Linked DNA regions of Mus musculus: regions 2 and 3 are each linked to region 1. A link is a contact called in public HiChIP or PLAC-seq and promoter capture Hi-C data. All regions are on one chromosome and are shown on one strand. The core of a region is the stretch at or near the end of the contact, and the rest is flanking DNA. Distances in the headings are between cores, read along the strand shown. Region 1 holds the start of Riox1 (ribosomal oxygenase 1). Region 2 has its middle 19 kb from the start of Numb. Region 3 has its middle 40 kb from the start of Gm31386.

The links. Promoter capture Hi-C pulls out the DNA fragments that hold promoters and counts their contacts. HiChIP or PLAC-seq counts read pairs in DNA pulled down with a chosen protein or histone mark.
Region 2: a contact with region 1 is called in a promoter capture Hi-C map of neutrophils, with 5 times the contacts expected there. The contact joins the enhancer-like site here to the promoter of Riox1 in region 1. A contact is called at or near these places in 9 of 39 promoter capture datasets (3T3-L1-derived adipocytes, the C10 cell line, the HPC-7 cell line and 5 more), 1 of 15 datasets of contacts at CTCF or cohesin (the NIH/3T3 cell line), 6 of 484 Hi-C or Micro-C datasets (CD4 T cells, ECoMG-derived neutrophils, bone marrow-derived macrophages and 3 more), 5 of 115 datasets of contacts at active chromatin or transcription factors (bone marrow-derived macrophages, cardiomyocytes, fetal liver and 2 more) and 4 of 9 other capture datasets (adipose tissue, liver, macrophages and 1 more).
Region 3: a contact with region 1 is called in an H3K27ac HiChIP or PLAC-seq map of microglia, with 3 times the contacts expected there. The contact joins the enhancer-like site here to the promoter of Riox1 in region 1. A contact is called at or near these places in 4 of 39 promoter capture datasets (liver, neutrophils and stem cell-derived epiblast-like cells), 1 of 15 datasets of contacts at CTCF or cohesin (the NIH/3T3 cell line), 2 of 484 Hi-C or Micro-C datasets (cerebral cortex and liver), 7 of 115 datasets of contacts at active chromatin or transcription factors (the SCID.adh cell line, bone marrow-derived macrophages, embryonic stem cells and 2 more) and 3 of 9 other capture datasets (adipose tissue, liver and pancreatic islet).

Annotation. Positions count from the first base shown.
Region 1 is chr12:83,948,690-83,953,733 of GRCm38.p6, reverse strand. It overlaps Riox1 (ribosomal oxygenase 1), which reads right to left and starts at 3,126. Exons shown (of 1, transcript NM_023633.3): 1 at 781-3,126. The coding sequence starts at 3,042. The coding sequence ends at 1,231. Heatr4 (HEAT repeat containing 4) reads left to right here. Exons shown (of 17, transcript NM_001376939.1): 16 at 1,067-1,119.
Region 2 is chr12:83,858,970-83,864,013 of GRCm38.p6, reverse strand. It overlaps a transcript of Numb not described here. Among named protein-coding and RNA genes, the nearest start is that of Numb, 19 kb to the right of the region's middle. Within about 2 kb of position 3,118, at least 41 of the 459 cell types and tissues checked have an H3K27ac peak or open chromatin away from gene starts, as enhancers often do. A contact at or near this core is called in ECoMG-derived neutrophils, the HPC-7 cell line, bone marrow-derived macrophages and 1 more, where this site is marked.
Region 3 is chr12:83,879,790-83,884,833 of GRCm38.p6, reverse strand. It overlaps a transcript of Numb not described here. Among named protein-coding and RNA genes, the nearest start is that of Gm31386, 40 kb to the left of the region's middle. Within about 2 kb of position 2,158, at least 31 of the 459 cell types and tissues checked have an H3K27ac peak or open chromatin away from gene starts, as enhancers often do. A contact at or near this core is called in cerebral cortex, embryonic stem cells, microglia and 1 more, where this site is marked.

The sequences.
Region 1 (5,044 bases), core at 1,877-4,376:
TGGCTCCAAGCACTGTTTCTGGCGCACCAGGCTCTCTTCCACCAATCATGAGAGCATGCACTTGCTGGGAAAGTTGTGTCCAACTGTGGTGGGGGGATGTGGTGGGGAAATATGAGAGTGGAAAATAATCTGAACACCAATCTTCCCCCTATGGCCAGCTTGCAAAAAGCTGGGTGACTAAAGCCTGTGAAAGCACAACTAGGTGACATGACGCTGTCCTTGTGGGAGCTAGCAATGCCAGTAAGTCACTGATTTCAACCAAGCGCTGAACAAATACCGTATGTATTTCAGAGCTGATTCTGCTAGTAAAAGATCTCCTGCTAGGACTGTTCAGATTGGACGGAGTTCAAGTATCATAACTAAAAGGAGTATGTTACCTCCAAAGCCAATCCACGGCCCCAACCAGATATGTTTCTCGTCTTTAATGGGAGTGATGCTAGGATAAGCCCAGGGCGGTGCACATGCCAAGTGTCCGCTTGCTCTACCCCAGCTCTCTCACCTTTGCAAAAGATACTCCTTTGACATCCTAAGCCATGCTTTCTTTGTTTTTTGTTTTGAGACAAGGTTTCTCTGTATAGCTCTGGCTGTCCTGGATCTCACTTTGTAGACCAGGCTGGCCTCAAACTCAGAAATCCGCCTGCCTCTGCCTCCCGAGTGCTGGGATTGAAACCAAGCCCGGCTACTAAGCCATGCTTTCATCTGAGCCATATTTTATCTTCTTCCTCGTCCCACACTTCTTCAAATCAATCCCCCCCAAAAAATCTAGGCTTAGAAAAGAAAGATGGTCTTTGGCACTTTTTTTTTTAATAAATCTGACGTTCATACAAACTTAACGCGCAGCACACTGACCCCAGCTCAGCCCCGCAAACTGATGAAATAGAACCCAAGGAAGCAACTTCCATATAAAACCCCCAATGTCTCCAGCAGAATGGCCCAGCCAATGCTACCCGGTACACTGGACACTGTAGGGAATGAAGCTGGTGCTCTGAAAGGACAGGGGTCAGGGCCACTTCTGCCACGAACTTTCCCCCTCAGCTTCAATTCCTGTGTTTACTTTTACACCTAGGTAAAAAGGTTCTTCTCCAGCCTGAAGTCTGCGACACTGAAAAAATCCTAAAGGTAAGCACAACCATACTGATGCTTAGCAAGGTAAGAACCCGACCTCTTTAAAAAGAGAGGCAACGGTAGTGGAGAGTCGCAACGGCACTCTTTCCAGCCATCCTCAAAAAACTAACTCGGAACTAGAGGTGTCTTGGTGAGTAGCAGCCCCTTATCATATAACATGGTTGCCAAGGAGAGCTGGTCTTCCACACTGTCACATGGCAAGTCCCCCACTCTCACAAACTCCGGGTAGGAGCGAAGCAAGAGTTCCATGGCGTCGGCTTGCTGGGGGTGGATTTCTAAGCACTTGGGTTCCTCTAGGTGATAAACTCGAGAGTTTTCCACCGTGTGATACAGGAACAATCGGCCTCCCTCTCCCACCAGCCGAGCTACGCCGTCCTGAAGCATGTGGACTTGGGTTTCAGTTGTCAGCTGGGCCCCCACATTGACGGGTTCTCCAGCCTCCCAGCGAACTGGGAGCCCGTGAACACTTAGAGCCCGTTCCCTATCGGTCAACACAGGGGGCAGGGAATCGTGAATGAAGTCTTTTGCTCTCTGGTCAGCCACAGCATCGACAGGAGCAAAGTGTCCCAGGCGAGCAACCAAGACCCGCACCTTTTCCATGAAAGCTGTCCTTCTAGGATCCTTAGAGTCGGAATGCTGGGCCCCCATGTAATCCATGAAGTCTCGGGGCAAGCCTCTGCGGAACTCCACGTTCTCCTCTATGGCCGCTTGCACTGCCAGAGGCAGTACAGCCTCCAGGAAGTCACCCCATGTATTGCGCTGGTAGGTGGACAAGGTGAGGTGTAGGGAGTGGACTCCATCCTGACATTCAGCTTGGTGAATGAAGCCCCGAGGAAAATAGAGCAGGTCTCCAGGTTCCAGTACCGTTTGCAGCACAGGCTCACCAAGGTCCTCCTGGCTGAAGTTGGGACTAGATGTCAGGGCCAACTCCTCACTCGGGTCCCGCGGTCGGTAGACGCGCCAGAGTTTCCGACCTTCCAGCTGCAACACGAAAGCCTCGATGTCATCGTAGTGAGGAGCAAAGCCCTGCGAGTCCGGGGGCGTGAGGTAGACGTTGGAGCCCGCCATGCTGCCAAACTGCTCCTGGAGCACGGCCAGAAACTGCCACACGGTGGGCGAGAAGGCTTGCGGGCACAGGAGGCGCAAGGAGCAGCCGGCTCGGTACAAGGACCACGCGGCGGCGGGAAGCGCGCGGCCCGGCGGGTTCAAGGTCTCCCGCCGTCCATCGACGTAGCGCGCGGCGTCCAGATGCTGCCCGAATTGCACGTCCTCGTAGCGCAGCATCGAGTCCAGGTCGGCGGTGGAGAAGAGACCCTCGTAGTAGCTGCGGTCCTGCCGCCGCACCAGCACCGCCTCCCGCTCCCACAGCCGCCGGTAGAAGTGGTCCGGAGGCAGGGGCGCCAGGAGCCACTCGAAGAGGCGGGCGGCGCGCCTCCGGCTGCTGGGGATGCCGTTCAGCTCCGTCAGTACCTGCTGCAGCGGCGAAGCCCGGGGTCGCCCCGGCTCATCCGCGTGCGAGCCCGGCGGCGGCGGAGCGGCCGTCCCCAGGTTCCGGGAGAGCGCAGCCCATCCCTCCACGCGGCTCGGCAGCGTCGCCGAAGCCGACCTCGGGCGCGCTGACACCGGCCGCGGCTCCGCCGACCGCGAGGCCTCCAGCAGCTCTGCCGGCCTCTTCCGCTTGCCCCGAACCGAGGCCACCGCCACTTTCGAGTCCGAGTCCTCGCTCCGGAGCGCGCGAGCTCTCAGCGCGGCCACGCGGGACGCCGCCGCACTTTTCCGGTGCCTTCGGATCTTCCGGGGCCGCAAGGGCAGGGCCAAGACCGACGCGCCGCGGGGCTGCGACTGCGGGTGCCGCCGGCGCCTCCCCCGCCCGCGCTTCAGCAGCGCCGCACCGTTGCCATTCGGTAGCTCGTCCATAGCGGGGCGGCCGGCGGGTCCCACGCTTCCGCGGCCGTGGTGCTTTCTGGGAAGGGGGCGAGTCCTTCGGCATTCCCTGGGTAGGCCAAGCCTACCGTCTTCCTGGGTCCTACAGCTAGCCCGGTTTGTCACCTTTTAAAACCGCGGTAGTATGCACTGGCAAGGCAAAATTCTCTACCAGATAAAGACTCCGTGTAAGAAAAGAAGGCACGAGGCATTTCAAAAGAAAACAACTTCATTCCTCTTTTTTGCTTTTCTGGGACAGAATCTTTCTACAGAAGCCGTAGCTATATAGTCCTAGAACTTATTAGGTGAGCCAAGTTGGCTTTGAACTCACAGAGATTTCTGTCTCTGCCTCGCGATTGCTGGGATTAAAGGTGTGCAGCGCTGAGCCTGGCTTCCTGTTTTAGTCCGCTTTCTCATTTTTGTGGTAGGCATTTTTGTTCCTAGGCAGTTTCCTGGTAGAATGGAATGAAGGCAAAGTTTGATATTCTGTATGAAGCACAGCTCTTACTGGCTCTCTTCACTGCAGAAAACTTCATTGTTAAGCCTCTCCTCTTCTTTTTCCTCTCTCTCCTCAGTTACAAAGCCTTGCCAGGTATGGTGGTTCATGCACGGGGAAGGCTGAGGTTACAGGGTGAGCCGCTTGTAATTAATATTCTTCCTCTGAAAAGGAAGTTAGGGACTTCTCCACTTTGTCAGTGTATTGCTACATAGTCCTTTCTAACCTCAAACTCCTGGGCTTGCCTCTCAATATGACATTGCAATAGGCTGTTTCTCCTCCTCCTCCTCTTCTTCAAGCTTCTGACTTTTTAAAAAGTTTGTGCATGCGTACGTGTATGTCTCAAGGAGGCCAGAGAAATCTCTTAGTACAGTAGTTTGTGGAAATCTCTCTCTGATCCTTGGATAGAGTCGTAAACACTCTTTAACCACTGAACCATCATCTCTAGCCCCCCGCAGACACCGCTTCTGCAAGCATTCTTGTGAGTGTGTGTGTGTGTGTGTGTGTGTGTGTGTGTGTGTGTGTGTGTGTGTGTGTATTTTACATATGTATGTACCACCATGCCTGGCAGAACATAGGTCTTGATTGGGCAGGATGGCAATACTTTCTCAGGGAGTTAGGTAGCTTAAATGAATTGATTGGAACCTGTGATGGTTAACACCGATTGTCAACTTGACAGGTGTTAGTGTTATTTTACATAGTGTGTTGCAGTTTTCCTCTTAACCCAGCTAACTCCCAAAGAATTGAGACTGGACTAGTATATTTACTCAAAAAGCTTTAAGGGCACAACAACTGAGCAGGTTACTCTATTTTAATCCTTTATGCTAATCTAGCACCTTCCCGACAGAATCTTCCTGATACTTGCAGCATTTTAGTACTGATCTGGTTCTCTGGGCTCCCGGACTGCTCTTTGTTTTTTCTTTCTCCTTTTCCTTATCTCTCTTGGAGTCTCTCCTCCCAGCCAATCCCCACTTCCTCTCTCGAACTCTGCAAATGTCCAGCCCTATTCTCTTTCGTGCTCATTCATTGGCTGATCAGTTCTTTACTGACCAATCAGGGAATTATTGTAGAGCAAGTTTTTCACCACATTGAGACATGAGATTCTCAGAATAAGGATTGCAAATATATATGGGGGTACAGAAGTCCACATTTGAATAATTCATGAATAATCTTTACATAGTACACAATAACATTATGACTACAGTCAGGATCTAGAATCACTAAAGAGGCAAGTCTCTGGGCACCTCTGTGAGAGATTGTTTACCTTAGGTTGAAGTAGGAAGACCCGCTGTAAAAGTGAGCAGTACCATCCATCCCATGGGCTGGCGTCCTGGAGTGGGTAAGAGGGGAAAGCAAGCAAGCGATCTGCACAGCGTCTTTATTCTCTGCTCTGAGTGAGGGTGAAGTGTGACTGGCTGCGACCTGCTCCTGCGGCCTCTTCTACCCTACCACGAGGGAACGTAGGTTCGCATAAATCCTCCCTTGAATTGGAAATATCTT
Region 2 (5,044 bases), core at 1,869-4,368, 90 kb after region 1:
GGCTCTAGGGGGTACTGGTTAGCTCATATTGTTATTCCTCCTATAGAGTTGCAGACCCCTTTAGCTCCTTGGGTAATTTCTCTAGCTCCTTCATTAGGGGCCCTGTGTGCCATCCAGTATATGACTGTGAACATCCACTTCTGTATTTGCCAGGCACTGGCATAGCCTCACAAGACACAGTTATATCAGAGTCCTATCGGCAAAATCTTACTGGAATATGCAAAATTGTCTGGGTTTGGTGGTTGTTTATGGGATGGATTTCTGTGTGGGGCAGTCTCTGGGTGGTCATTACTTCTGTCTCGCTCTGAACTTTGTCTCTGTAACTCCTTCCATGGGTGAGAATAAGTAGTTCTAAGGTAAATAATTTTATAGAAAGTGTAACATTGTTGTAATAAGGATTTATTTAGCTGTACTGTGATTAGCTAAGTAAATATCCTCATTCCTAGGAAAATATAAGGAGAGGCTTATGGCTAAAGTGGTAGAGTGTCTGCGATTTTGTTTCATGTGGTTGTTTTGGTATTTTTGTTTGTTTTGTTTTTCAAGTGTGAGGTGAAACCCACCATTCAGGAGGCAGGTGTAGATGAATCTCTGTGAGTTCTAGGCCAGCCTGGTTTACATAGTGAGTTCTTAGGAAGGTCAGGTCAACACAGAGGAAACCCTGTCTCTAGGGGGTGATGGAGACTTCTAAGTTAACATCTCTTTATATATCTGAGTTGTTAAAAAACCCAAAATGTATATAGTTAGTATACTGGCTGGTTTTGTGTGTCAGCTTGACACAGACTGGAATTATCACAGAGAAAGGAGCCTCCCTTGAGGAAATGCCTCCATGAGATCCGGCTGTAAGGCATTTTCTCAATTAGTGAGCAAGGGGGGAGGGCCCATTGTGGGTGGTAACGTCCCTGGGCTGGTAGTCTTCCATTCTATAAGAAAGCAAGCTGAACAAGGCAAACCAGTAAGAAACATTCCTCTATAGCCTCTGCATCAGCTCCTGCTTCCCGACCTGCCAGAGTTTCTGTCCTGGCTTCCTTTGAACAGCAATGTGGAAGTGTAAGCTGAATAAACCCTTTCCTCCCCAACTTGCTCCTTGGTCATGATGGTTTATGCAGAATAGAAACCCTGACTAAGACACATAGAGAATGATTGGTTGGTTGATGTTGTATGTTTTTGAGCCAAGACTTCTAAATTCCCAATCTAGCTGATGTACCTTGAACCCTTGCTTCTTTTACCTCCTCTCAAATACTAGGATTATAGGAGTGTACCACATGCCCAGCTGTAATTTATTTTTAAGAAGACAAAATAATTGTTCTCATTACTTAATGAAAATAAAGTGTTGCAGGAATTCCCAGTCATATAGAAAAATTACAAACTAGTAATATAATATTTTTATTATAGGACCTGAATGTTTTGTTTTTGTTTGTTCTGTTGTTGCCTCAAGGAACTTGTATCCTGTATTTTTGCCCAAATGATTGTAAAATAGATAGTTTGAAGATTTCTTAAACATTTCTGTCTAATATGCTTTCTTGCAAAAGAATAGTTTGTAAAAAAATTTTAAAAAATGGATACTCTTTTTCCATTCCAGTCAAGTACTTCTGTGAATTTATCTTTAAACCTTTAAGCCAAGGCATGTTGGCCCATGCTAGTAACCTGAACTTAGGAGGATTGTGAGTAGGAGATCAGCACGGGCTACATTGAAAACCCTGTGGCCAAACAGAGTAAATCAGGTACAATGTTGGTACTTACTGAAGAATTGAGATTCAGAAGGCAGCAATAATGACAATTTAAGTTTAAATTCTGAAATGCCAGAAATGCAGTTGTAATAGGAAATCTAGAAAACTGTCAAATATTTGAGAGCTTATCATGCACAAAACTGTGGTTTGTGTAGTAGAACGGAAGGAAAATGAACCACTATGTTCTTTTTAAGCAAGCAGTTGAGACAGTGCTTACAACAGACAGGACATTACGTAACATAAGTTAAGTAACATAAATAAAGTATAGTTTTAGTGGTGGGAGATAAAACGAAGAGGTAGGATTTAAGTACAAACTTAAACAAGGAGGATTTGAGTGTTATATGTGACAAAGAGGGGCATCCAGGCAGAGGGAACCAAATGGGTACTGGACAAAGACTGTATGAGACTACCAGTTATATAGCTTCACCCTGAGGAGAGAAGAGGAAAATTAGGGAACTGATTTCGTCAGTTCAGCATGTATTTTATATCAAATACTGTATTTTCTTGCTTAAATACCAGAACATTATTATCTTTTTGTTGAGCGAGAGTGAGACACGGTCTCACTATTTGGCTTTAACTGGTCTGGAGGTTGCGGTGTAGGCCAAGCTGGCTTTGAGCTTACAAAAGGTCTGAGTCCTAGGATTTATTTTAAAAACAAACAAACAAACAACAACAAAACAAAAACAAACAAACAAACAAACAAAACCCAAGTGAAAGTGAATTGCAGACACTTTACCATTTTAGTCCTAAACATTGTGATTAACAGTATGTATGTATGTACCACCATGCCTGGCACGAACTTTATAATCTTATTTTTTTCTTGAAGAATTGAAATCCTAAATAAATTGTCTGAAGTTTGCTACTGTTGACATTGGAATTCAAATTCAGATTTGTCTTAAGACTGTGCTTTCAGCTTTTCCATCAGTTGATTTTTAAAAGTTAAAAACTGGGACTGGAGAAATGACTCAGCAGTTTAGAGTACTAGTTGCTCCTCTGGAGGGCCTGGTTTCAATTCCCAGCACCACATGGCAGCTTGAAACTGTCTGTGACTCCAGTTCCCGAGGATCCATGGTATCAGGCATGCATATGGTGCACTTATTTATTGCATGCAGGCAAAATACCATACACATAAAATAAAATAATCTTTTTTTTTTAAAAACTTATAAACCATGGAATCTTGATTATCAGTTTGACTGGATTTAGAGTCCCCTAGATGACACATTTCTGGATGTTTTCATGAGAGGGGTTCCAGAGTAATTTAACTGAGGAGGGTAGAGTTATAATTGGGCTGGTGTTTCCTATTTTATATGGGTAGAGTTATAATTAGGCTGGTGTCTCTGACTGAATAAAAAGGAAGAAAGGAGGAAGCAGAAGAGCAACATTGGTTCCTCTTCTCTGTTTCATGTGACTAGCCACATTCTGCTTCCCTTCCACAATGGGCTATACCCTCAGACTGTGAGCCAGCAGGAAACCTTCCTTAAGTTGCTTTTGTTGGGTATTTCTGTCAGAGCAGTGAGAGAATAAGCTCATATGAAAAAATGTTTATCAAGGAGCAGACTTCTGTGATAAACCTCACTACATGACTTGTGCCATTTGCAGGAAGAATGTAGAATTCCAGGGTAGAGTGTTGTTGCAAGCAGAGCTTAATGGGCCATTCCTGTGGGGGTACAAAAGACCAAAATGCCAAGAGAAGTATGGACAATGAAGCCTAGCTCATACGGGTTTTTGTTTTGTTTTGTTTTTTAGAAGAAGTTTCTAAAGTAGTAAAAGTAAATGAATAACCTGCTATTTCAAATGTGTTTTCTGTTAGTCTTTGAAGATTTTTAGTATAGAATTTAAAAGGAGTTGAAGTAAATGGAAATTTAAAAATATAGTTATTGTTGCCTGTCTTAGGGTTTTAATGCTGTGAACAGACACCATGACCAATGCAAGTCTTATAAAGGACAACATTTAATTGTGGCTGGCCTACAGGTTCAGAGGTTCAGTCCATTATCATCAAGGTGGGCAGCATCCAGGCAGGCATGGTGCAGAGTTCTACATCTTCATCTGAAGATGAAGATGCAAGCAGAATACTGGCTCCCAGGCAATTAGGATGAGGGTATTAAAGCCCATATTCACAGTGACACACCTACTCCAACAAGGCCACACCTTCTAATAGGGCCACTCCCTGGGCCAAGCATATACAAACTATCCCATTCCACTCCCCTGGCCCTCATAGGCTTGTTTAAACATGAATCTATGGGGGCCATATCTAAACATAGTATAATGCAAAATACATTTAGTTCAACTTCCAAAGTCCCCAGTCTGTAGAAGTCTCAACAATGTTAAAAGTCCAAAGTTCAAAGTTTCTTCTGAGATTCACCCAATCACTTATCTGTAATCCCCAAAGCAAGACAGGAAACCAGCTGGGCAAACTCCAAACTGCATCTCCATGTCTGATGTCAAAGTGGTCTTCAGATCTTCCAACTCCTTTTTCATTTTTGTTGACTGCAACAAACTTCTTTCTCCTGGGATGGTTCCACTTCCTGTTAGCAGCTTTCCTCAGCAGATAGCCCATGGCTCTGGTATCTCGAACATCTTGGGGGTCTCCAAGACAACTTCAATGTTACAGCTTCTTGTTTCAATGTCTGGGATGCACACATGATTTTCTGGGCTCCTCATAAGGGCTGGCACCACTTCTCCAGCTCCACCCTCTGTGTCAGTCTAAGCTCAGGGTGATCAACCCCACTGCTGCTGCAGTTCTTGGTGATCATCCCATGGTAATGGCTTCTCCAGTACACTGGGATCTTCTGCTGCAACTAGGCTTCACCAATAATAGCCTCTCATAGGCTCTCTTCATGGTGCCAACTTCAAATCCTTTGAATGACTCCTTCAGTCCTAGTCTGCCAACTGCATTTGGGGCTGCACCTTCACCAATGGCCTTCCACGGCCTCTCACAGTGCCAAGCCTCAACTGCTCTTCATAACCCCTTCATGCCTTCAAAACCAGTACCACCTGGGCAATTCTTACACATTACCTAGTACAGCTGCAGCATGAGTTACAGTCTTGGCTATCTCTGGAACACAGCCTCTGTGCTCACAGAAAACACCTCCCAAAAGACTTCACCTCAGTGATGCTGGCCTCTTCTTCTTCTTTTTTTTTTTTTTTTTTTTTTTTTTTTTTGGTTTTGGTTTTGGTTTTTCGAGACAGGGTTTCTCTGTATAGCCCTAGCTGTCCTGAAACTCACTTTGTAGACCAGGCTGGCCTCGAACTCAGAAATCTGCCTGCCTCCGCCTCCCGAGTGCTGGGATTAAAGGCATGTGCCACCACACCTGTCC
Region 3 (5,044 bases), core at 909-3,408, 68 kb after region 1:
GCAAGCTCACCCTCACACTGAGACCAAAACTGAAAGTATGATGGTCACCAGGATGAACAGACAAAAAAAAGACAGAAATGAGGTCTGAGTACTCACCCTCACGAGATCCACACATAAAACACTAAGAGGCCAACTCACTGCAAAGCAACTGAAGGGCACAACAGTAGTAGTACTATGAGAAGAGCAGATCATGTCAAACCGTGAGCCAAGGAGGTTCACAAGCAGCCAAAAACAAAAAACAAAACAAAACAACAACAAAACCAACCAACCAAAAAAAACCAACCCACCCACCCTCCCCCACAAAAAAACGAGGACAATGTAGTCTGTCCACATTGGGCGCCAGACGCTGCCTATGCCTGCACTACTCACTGCTTGACTCTACCTGCCCTTGCGGGTTGGAGGTGAGGTGGTGCAGAATCAAAGACAGAGACTCAGAAAGCAAGTAAGAAAAGCCACAACAAGTTCTGAATGCTGCTGCCAGCCCCTTTAATATCCCCCACCCATGCTCCATTGGTCCCAAGAAAGCATCTCTTCTAACAGCAATTCCCAATTGCCTACCATTGTCTGTATCTTCAGTCCTTGGACTCTCAGGCAGTCCTCAATTAGGTCCTCCTGCAGGAGATGCTTTTGTGATTGCTCGCCCCTGGTGTTTACATAGAGGTGACCCCACCTGTTTGTGTGTGTGTGTGTACATATAAATATGTATATATGTATACATACACTACACACACACACACACATATTGCTTTGCTCTAGTCAATATTGTGTTTTTAAGAGTCATCTATATTATATAGCTCCTTTGGGAGGATGCTTGTCTAGGATGCTTGAAATCCTTGGTTCAGTCCCTAACACTATATAAACTACCTATAATCACAGAACTCAAGGAGAGGCAGGAGGATCAGAAGTCATTTTTGGCTACAGGGTAAATTGGAGGCCTCAAAAAAGTTGTTGTTTTTTTTTAATGACTGTTACTATATATTTTTCTTAAGTCTTTAGGTACACATGGACAAGATTTTTCTTTCTTTCTTTCTCCCTTTCTCTCTCCCTTTCTCTCTCTCTCTCTCTCTCTCTCTCTCTCTCTCTCTCTCTCTCTCTCTTTGTTTTTGTTAATTGGGCAACAGATCCCATTACAGATAATTCTAAGCCACTATGCGGTTACTGAGAATTGAACTCAGGCCCCTGGAAGAGGAACTACTGCTCTTTGTTTTGTTTTGTTTTGTTTTGTTTTGTTTTGTGTTTTCGAGACAGAGTTCTCTGTGTAGCCCTGGCTGTCCTGGAACTAACTCTGTAGACCAGGCTGGCCTCAAACTTAGAGATCTGTCTGCCTCTGCCTCCCAAGTGCTGGGATTAAAGGCGTGTGCCACCACGCCTGGTGGAACTAGTGCTCTTGACCACTGAGCCATCTCTCCAGCCCTCTACAGTGAATTTTAAAAATATATATATTTTTTGAGACTAGTTTGTCAATATAGTACTAGCTGTCCTTAGACTTGTGACCTTCTTGCCTTTGCCTTCTGAAATGCAGGGATCACAGGTGTACGATACACCTCTACACGTCACTTACACACCAGGTGTGTAGGAGGTGCAGGGGGACATGCATGCTAGGCAAGGACTCTTATCAAATGTGATTCATCCCAGCCTCTGTTACACATCTTTTTGATATAAAAGTTTTGTACTTAGTTTGCTTTTTTATGGCTATCTAAATATTAGAGCTCTTATCTCCCTGTTTTTGGTTAATTTTAGTTATGTAGGGTGTGGTTGATGGGAGGTAATTTGTTTGCTTTAATTTTTTGTATTGCCTTAATTAAAAGCTATTGAAGTGGGTATTTTGATTGGTATTTCTGTGGTATGAGTTGTTTTGTCCTTTTCTAGTCTCTAAGTCTCTTGATTATGTATAATCTTTGTGTTCCTTCTCTCTCCTTCTTCCCTCCCCCTCCACTTGCATAGGTGGTGAACAGTTGCGTGTAGTTTTAAAATCAAAACCCACACTAAATCTGGCTATACTCTGGCCTTGGCGGTCTTGCCCACCCCCATGGCCAGCCCCAAGTGGCCATCTTGCCCTGGTTTCCGCTGCCAGCCTGCTGCCAAGCCGCTCTGGGCAAAAACCTGCTCCCAAGTTAGCTCTCTCCGCTTGCTGAGCTAACCGAACCAGTCTTTCCTGAAATGCCTGGAGCTGCTGCTCTTACTTCCCCCTGTGGCTGGCCTGCAGAAAGCCAGCTATGGCTCACTCAGATCCCCCTCGCCCTGTGAAATATTAGAGACTTATAATATACCAGCCAGATTTATAATGGTAAATCTCCAACCTCAAAATGCCTGTGTGAAGAACACACAACTCAGTAATTACAAGCTGCACGCTTAGATTAGACAAATACACCACTTCACTACTCTATGCCCAGCTGTGGAATCCCTAGCTACTTGCGGCTCCTCCAGGCCACTGGGTCTGCTCCATCTTTCTCTCCCTCTGTCTTGTCTGGCCTTGTTCTTCCTCATTCCCCTCTCTAAAACTTTCAGCTCCGCCTCTCCCTTCCACTGCCCAATCACAGGCTCTATCTTTATCTGACCAATTAAGATTTCACCTGACCTCACCTGAGTATGTGATCTACTCCACATTGAAGCACCTCTCCTGAGGGAGCAGAAAATACAATCAGCAATCCACAACAAGCTCTGATTTCATCTGTCTCCTGTAGAATTACTTCCTTTCCTTTTGCTAAGAATTGTGAAGCAAGCCAGGCATAGTGGCACAAGCCTTTAATCCCAGCACTTGGGAGGCAGAGGCAGGCAGATTTCTGAGTTCCAGGCCAGCCTGGTCTACAAAGTGAGTTCCAGGACAGCCAAGGCTACACAGAGAAACCCTGTATCGAAAAACCAAAAAAAAAAAAAAAAAAAAAAAAAAAAAAAAAGAATTGTGAAGCAATCTTAACTAAAGATCCTTTTTAAAATTTTTATGTATTTATGTGTGTATATGGGTTCATGAACATACACATAGGTATGGGCAGTTGCATGTGGAAGGCAGAGGTTGATACTAGCTTTCTTATCTGAGACAGGGATGTGCACTGAATCTCATTGATACAAAATTATCCAGGTCTGATTAAAACTTAAATCTTAGGCTAAGGTTGCTCTTCTCTGAGCTGTTTCTAAAATGGAACTACCTAGAGGTGTAAGCAATCTTGTCCATTTACATTTAGGGAGCTAATAAAAGATTCTTTGTTGCTTTTTTGAGATAAGTCTCACTATGTAATCTGGCTTGGAAGTTGCTGTGTAGCCCATGTAGGCTTTGGACTGGTGGTCCTACTGCCTCAGCTCCATGAGTACTAGGATTAACGTGTGTACCAGCACACTTAGATGAAAAGGTTCTTAAGCAGTCTTTTCTGGAGGTAGTGGTGAAGTGTTACAGTGGAGATTGAGCTTTTAATACAGGGGAAATTTTGGCAAACCAAATCTTTGAGCTAACAGTCATTAATTATTATTTATGTTCTGTGAGTACACATTGCCAGTATCTTCCAGTTTCATTTCTGTTGCTATGATAAAATCACCTGTCAACTTAAAGGGTTTGTTTTAGCTCACAATTCCATGTCACAGCCCATCATAGCAGAGAAGCTGAGGCTACAGGAATTTAAAACAGCTGGTCACATCCACAGTCAAGCACAGAGCGAAATGAATGCATGTGTACTTGCCAGGGTTCAGCTGGCTCTCTCCTTGTCATTCAGTCCAGGGCCTAGCCCATGAATTGCTGCCAAACACATTCAAGGTGGGTCTTCCCACGTCTATTAACTTAATTAAGAAAATCCCTCAAAGGTATGAAATCAGGCCAATCTAATCTAACCTGTTCCTATTCAGACTACTTTCCCAGGTGATTAGTCTAGATTGGGTTGAGTAAAAACTAACCATTACATAGTGTTTTAAATTGAGATTTTAGAAATTTAGATATTTTTTCCTTTTTAATAATATTTTTAGGAGTAATCCATTTTCATATTTTCTTTTAAATGTAGCAACTAGTCTATTCTGATCCTAAAATGCCAAATAGTTCATGGACGTGTGTGTGTGTGTGTGTGTGTGTGTGTGTGTGTGTGTGTGTGTGTGTGTGTGTGTGTATACATATGAATACGTGTGAGCATGTGTGTGTTTTAAGACCGGGACTCACTGTGAGACTGGGCTCAAGCTTTTGGCCCTGAGTTGTCTGAGCTCTGAGATTTCAGGTTTGTTTCACCATGTCTGGCTCTTGATTAGCGTTGGGACAGTTGACCGTAGCCACAGGACAGTGAAGAGGCTTCATTTGCTTTGCTGTTACAGAAGCAGAGAGATGGAAAATGTCCTGGAAGAATGTGAGATTTATCCTAGAACTCTAACTTTTGCTGTTAAGTTTGGTCAAATACATGTCAGGCATTTTTACTAGTAATGTGGTTTCTTAACATATCTGAAAAGCAATTATACCTATTGTTATTTTTCTGTGTTTTGCTGCTGTTTAATCTCTTTGATAATGCAACTGTTAAAATTGAAGTAAAATATTGAAAACTTTGCAGTCTGTTCAAGAATTAGGCCAATGGAAAAATGAACTGAAACACATTGTTCACTAAAACTAATTTGTAAATTACATCTGAAATTGTTTTGGTAGTGCAGCTGTTGGAATAAAATTCAGCTGCTGTTGTTTTTAAAAAAATAAATATCATTATCTGAGAGTAAATGGCTGTGCAAAACAAATTGTGAATGTTGTTCAGCTTTTAACTCCTTCCCTTATTTTTCCTTTAAGGCCATACAAGCCCTTCCTATGTACCCTCTCACACACAAGATAAAAGAGAGCTGGGATACAGCACAATGGTAGACCCTATATTCCCAGTATCCCAAAAGGTGGGTGGAGTGGAGAAAGAAAGAAAATTACAAATGACCCATCATCATCATCATCATCATTAGCGTTAGTATTTTGCAGAGCTGAGGATTGAACCCCGGGCTTTGTACATGCTAGACAAATATTCTACCACTGACTTACTTAGTGTCAGTTTAGTGTTGCAATGCCACATTAAAAAGTTTTTGAGGGCCGGGTGTGATGATG